2 separate regions of the Mus musculus genome follow, and region 2 is linked to region 1. The links are chromatin contacts, called in public HiChIP or PLAC-seq maps. All regions are on one chromosome and are shown on one strand. The core of a region is the stretch at or near the end of the contact, and the rest is flanking DNA. Distances in the headings are between cores, read along the strand shown. Region 1 overlaps Cc2d1b (coiled-coil and C2 domain containing 1B). Region 2 holds the start of Zfyve9 (zinc finger, FYVE domain containing 9).

What was found. HiChIP or PLAC-seq counts read pairs in DNA pulled down with a chosen protein or histone mark.
Region 2: an H3K4me3 HiChIP or PLAC-seq map of embryonic stem cells shows a contact between it and region 1, with 3 times the contacts expected there. The contact joins the promoter of Zfyve9 here to the enhancer-like site in region 1. A contact is called at or near these places in 3 of 39 promoter capture datasets (the 3T3-L1 cell line and liver), 7 of 484 Hi-C or Micro-C datasets (brown adipocytes, cerebral cortex, embryonic stem cells and 2 more), 5 of 115 datasets of contacts at active chromatin or transcription factors (embryonic forebrain, embryonic stem cells, extraembryonic endoderm stem cells and 1 more) and 4 of 9 other capture datasets (adipose tissue, embryonic stem cells, liver and 1 more).

The regions. Positions count from the first base shown.
Region 1 is chr4:108,634,016-108,636,669 of GRCm38.p6, reverse strand. Cc2d1b (coiled-coil and C2 domain containing 1B) reads right to left here. Exons shown (of 25, transcript NM_177045.3): 25 at 2,548-2,654. Among named protein-coding and RNA genes, the nearest start is that of Cc2d1b, 15 kb to the right of the region's middle. Within about 2 kb of position 1,354, at least 24 of the 459 cell types and tissues checked have an H3K27ac peak or open chromatin away from gene starts, as enhancers often do. A contact at or near this core is called in embryonic stem cells and trophoblast stem cells, where this site is marked.
Region 2 is chr4:108,779,482-108,782,135 of GRCm38.p6, reverse strand. Zfyve9 (zinc finger, FYVE domain containing 9) reads left to right here and starts at 1,297. Exons shown (of 19, transcript NM_001384118.1): 1 at 1,297-1,683.

The DNA of each region.
Region 1 (2,654 bases), core at 105-2,604:
TAACCCTAAAAGATAAATACAGAGCATCTACACTGAAGAGCACAATTGCACTGGTGTATTTAAAAACTATTGTATGCTTACCAAATTCATTTGTAAGCATATATTGTATAATGTATTTCCTGGTGTTTTGAGGTGGGCTCTCATGTAGCCCAGGCTGACCTCGAACTCAGAATAGTCAAAGAAGACCTTCAATTCCCAACGCTCCTGCCTCGGCCTTCCAAGTGCTGGGATTATAGCAATATGCTACTCCCATACTCAAGGTAGTAGAATGCTGAGATTGTTTAAGTTCCAGTCTCTGTCTTCTCCATCTACACTGGGTCCTGCTAGGGTACCCCAAATTCCAATTAGATTTCTCTATGGCCATCTGAAAGATAATTAGGCATTTAATGTATTTCTCTTTTTTAAAATTAATTTATGTGAGTACACTGTTCCTCTCTTCAACTACACCAATAGAGGGCATCGGATCCCATTAGAGATGGTTGTGAGCCACCATGTGGTTGCTGGGAATTGAACTCAGGACCTCTGGAAGAGCTCTAACTGCTGAGTCATCTCTCCAGCCCCCAAGTTTAATGTATTTCTAGTAAGTAATCTGCTCAGCATTGAGTCTGGGATTAACTGTTTGTATTAAATAACAGGCATGGGGTTTTTAAGTCTTATTCGTAGGACTAAGAAGACTGCTGACGTCCATCTTAGAGGCCAGAGAGGGACAGAACTAGAACTACACCAGGTACAGGCTTCCTGCCTGCCAGCCCCAGCCCAGCTGGTTTGTTTTATACTCACAACAGCTGACCTCACTTAGTGCAAAGATCTTTTAAGGGGATGCTACAAACCTGTGGGGGAAAAGCCTAAATAACTAGGAGAGGGGCCACACAGGTCTTAAAGTGGTGCTACAGAAGGGAAAAGCCACAAAGCTATTTCCTGACTTTAAAATAAAGTATGTATTGTTTAGTTCAGTAATTCAAAAGGACATGCAATAGCCGGGCAGTGGTGGCGCACACCTTTAATCCCAGCACTTGGGAGGCAGAGGCAGGCGGATTTCTGATTTTGAGGCCAGCCTGGTCTACAGAGTGAGTTCCAGGACAGCCAAGGCTACACAGAGAAACCCTGTCTCAAAAAACCGAAAAAAAATCAAAAAAAAAAAAAAAAAAAAAAAGGAAGAACGAAAGAAAGGACATGCAGTGCAATATTTAAAAAAGGATTTTCATTGTGCCTGGTTCTATCTGTGAATGTTTGGTGACTGTGGTTGATCAAGTCTTAGAAAATGAGGCTTTATGCAGGCCCCTCCCCCTAGCCATGCATTCCTTGGCTACAACAAAGACCTTTTAAGATTGTCTCCATGTCCAGTGGGTGGCTTTGTTGGCCTCCCTCTGCCTGAGGTTGTTTTCAGTAAGCAGAACAATGCAGTGGACTGGAAGGGACCAAGTTGTAAAGGGAGATCCTTGAAGTCAAAGAAAACTAAGACATTTCCATCAGAGGAGCACAATGGGGGATCATCAAGAGTCAGGCCAGACTGTAAGGAAGATACAGGGGACCAACACCTCTTCAAGTCCTCCCTCTCTGCTCTAGGTCCCTTAACGAAGGCAGAGACCCTTTCATTGCAAATTACTGCTTGATCATGTGAATATCATTGTTAAATCTCTTACATAGGAGAGATTGCGAGCTCATGGTGGCTAAGATTGGCCAGTGTGTTCTGGGGCATCACTTGTGTGCAGTTTCTGCCTTGTTAAGCACTAACAGTTGGACAAGCTCCAGCCCTGGGATCTCCTACGTGAAGTGGGAGAAGCTCAGCCCTGAGCTGCTTCTGCAGCAGTGTAGTGACCAGCAGCTGAGTGTTTACTTCACGCAGAGCCTTCACAAGTCACCTTGAGGAAGCCAGGCTGGTGGCTGGCACATGCTCAGGCCTGTAATCCCAACACTAGGAAGGCTGAGGCAGGTGGACTGCTATATAGAGTGAGACCCTGCCTCCTACAACCAAATATACAGAGTAAAGAGTAAATCTGGAGGGATACTTTGCTGAACTTAGTGCTTTAAAATGGGAAAGAGTTGGGATGCTGATTTTTTAAAAATCTAAAATAATGCATTTGTGACTATTAATTGTTGCAACGATCTGCCCCCTCATTTCCCTGCATTTACTACAAAAGCTAAGATTGGCCAGAGTGGCCAGCCAGGGATTAGCCAGGTGATCAGCTCCATGACATGCCGTCTCAGAAGAAGAATGCACAGGTGCAGTGGCTCTGTGGATCACTGCTTCTGCTTTTAAAGTGACAGGGAAGCTGGGTGTGGTTGCACACGCCTTTAGTCCCAGCACTCAGAAGACAGATAGATGGATCTCTTAATTTGAGGCCAGCCTGGTCTACAAAGAGTTTCAGGACTGCCAGGGCTGTTACATAGAGAAACCCTGTCTCAAAATAAATAAGTACATAAATAGATAAAGTGACAGAGAGCAGGGCATTTGAAGACTTTTCTAGGTAATTCACACTGTTCAGAGTATAAAGTCCCTACAGTGAATTAGATCTAGTTTTAAAATAAAAATGGCTACATAAAACTGATAGTTTTTCTTTTTCTTTTTTCCTTTTTTTCTCCCCAATTAACAGTCTTTCACCTTAGGTACATGGACCAAACCAAAGAGAACCTTCCCTTACTTCCCACCAATA
Region 2 (2,654 bases), core at 48-2,547, 150 kb before region 1:
GTGAAATTCAGGGAAATTTCACTTAGACCAGGATGATGAGAATGACCTTTTGATAGGAACACACACACACACACACACACACACACACACACACACACGCGCACACGCACACACACACACACACACACACACACAGACACACACGAGCGGGGTTGGGGAGTGTGGTGGGATAAACACACACAGATGGGCACAATCTCCAGATTAAGAATGACTAAGTAAGTGTTAGGGTGTTCTGGAATTAACAAAAATTGGAACTATAGGCCCGTCCTTCCATCCCCAACCTTCACAACCAGCTAGGCAGGCAGGAGAAAACAGAGGTTCAAAAATATTACATAACTTGCCAGGGTCATAAAACTCTACATGATGTAACTGGAACCAGTGGCATCAGGATCTGCCTGACACCAAAGTCCTTGCTTGTTCCAGTATAGCTCCCAGAAACAAAACCAACCAACCAACCAACCAAACAAACACAGTATTTGGGAATTTGAGGGACCAGGGGATTTAAAATTTTTTTTTTCTTTTTCCTATTTCCCTTCTGACAGTCTTTAGTTGTGACGTTATGTTAGCATCCTAGAGGCTGGGCAAGATCAAACAGGAGGCATTTGTAAACAAAATGACTGCATAGCCTTTAATATAACCACAACAATTTCCTTCTTTCAGAGTTTTTATCTAGGATTTGATAAGGGGTGGGTGACCCAGAAGTGGTAGAGGTGGTGGCCAGGGTTAAGTTAGTAAAAGGATGAGTCTTTTCTTACCTTTAAGTTGTTTATCGGTTTCAGGACAACCCGTTGGTTATTCTCTTCTCTTTGTCAGCGTTTTTTAAATTTTGTTTTGTTTTGTTTGTTTGTTTTTTGTTTTCTCCCCCCTACTTTGTAGGTAAGGATAGGGTTTAAGGAATTCTATAGCACATTTCTGTAGTGAATCTGCACAGTAGCTCCAAAAAAGTTGAGGTCAAAGATGATTCCTTTATCTGCTTTGGGAAGGGATTGTGCATGTGCTTAGGAAAAGAAAAAAGGGATTTGTTCTGGGTCACGCTCCTTTCATACTGACGCACTGAGGGAATTAAAAGGGACCCCCTGTCTCCACGAGAAATGAACCGAGATTCCCTCACATTCCCGCTCTCGGAGACGAGTGACGAAAGCATTCACATACCTTCTTGGAGGGAAGAAAAAGGTGCTGGGGTCTGACGGGGGTGGGGTGTGGGGGGAGCCGACAGCTTCCGGCTCCCGGGAAGCCGCGTCAGGGGCGGGCCACGGGCCGCGGGCGGCGCAGGGCGCACGGGGCCCCGCCACCCCCAGGCCGCGCTGCCTCGCGTTCCCTGCCGCTCGTGCCCGGTGCGGCCGCCGCAGTCCCGGCGCCGTAGCGGGACGTGGGGTCCAGGGGGCGCTGTGGCCCAGCGGCGCGGGCGGCTGAAGCGGCCACCGCGGCGGCGCCCGAGGCTTCGCCGAGCCCGTCTGCCTGCATCGCCTCGGTTGTCCCGCCGTAAGCTGCGCCCCCGGCCGCGCTCGGCCGCGCTCGGCCGCGCTTTCCCGGACCCGCGTGGCTGAGGCGGCTGGAGGGGCGCTGGGCCTCAGTCCCGGCCGCTGAGACCGCAGCCCCCTCAGGAGTGCGAGGCTTCGCGGCGGAGCCCCGCTGAGGACGAGGCTCTCGGCTGAGTGACGACCCCCGGGCCATGGAGAGGCGGTGAGTGTGGCGCGCTGCGGTTCGGGGCTCGTCTGCTTGCGCCGCCCAGGGGTCCTGGCGCCAGCTATTGGGCCGGGCGGACGGAGCGTCCTGCCAGTGCGGCCGCCGCGGGCACCCCGGAGCTCTGGGGCCTCGGCCCTTTCTCCGTGGGTCCCCGGGAGATTGAAGGCGTGCGGGGGGCGACTAGGCCCCGAGTCGCCGGGAAGCCCTTAGCCGGGCCTGGGTTCCGGCGCGGCCGGGTACGTGAAGATCGGGCTGGCGGCCGCACCGGTGCCCTTCGCGTTTGTCCCGGGCGGGGCCGAGCGTGCCTTCCTTCCCAGGGCCCTTCGAGCACATCCCGGAGGGAGGCAGAGGACGCTTGTTTGCAAACAGCTTTGGCTTGCCTGCTCCGCGTACTGAGTCCTGCGGAGCCACCCCCTGGGTGGGGAGTGGTGAGTATTGAGGTGCAGAGAGTGCGGGGCACTCGGAGCCCCTGGTACTCCAGGAGTAGCATTCACGCCTCCCTTGCTGGAGACACAGCCTTTTGCGTCCTTTTTTGAGGTGAAATTTCATCACCTGCCGCTAGCTCATCCTTTCCTCCTTATGTTACATCTTGTCTCTGAGCGAGGTCTGCTTTGGAGAAAGCCCCATCCCATCTTTGCTATGCTAAGTTTCCTAGCTACTCACAGTTAAAAAAAGAAAAAAAAAATCTTTTAGGAAGATGTCTTTTCCACCTTTAGAGAGACAGGAAATGTTTTAATGCCCCAGTCCTTGGTACAAAAATGTTTTACTCAAATAGAGAACGGATGGCAAGAAGATTTTAAATCATACTAATTACCCTAATTGCAAGGACATGCCGAAAATGGGATATAAACTCAGTTGTACAAGAAAAATGATTTGTTTTGTTCTGGTAAGGATGTAAAAAAAAGTTAGTGATTGTAGTTTGACATTACACGTCAGATATTGGGTGCTTCTTGTTTATGATAAATGTG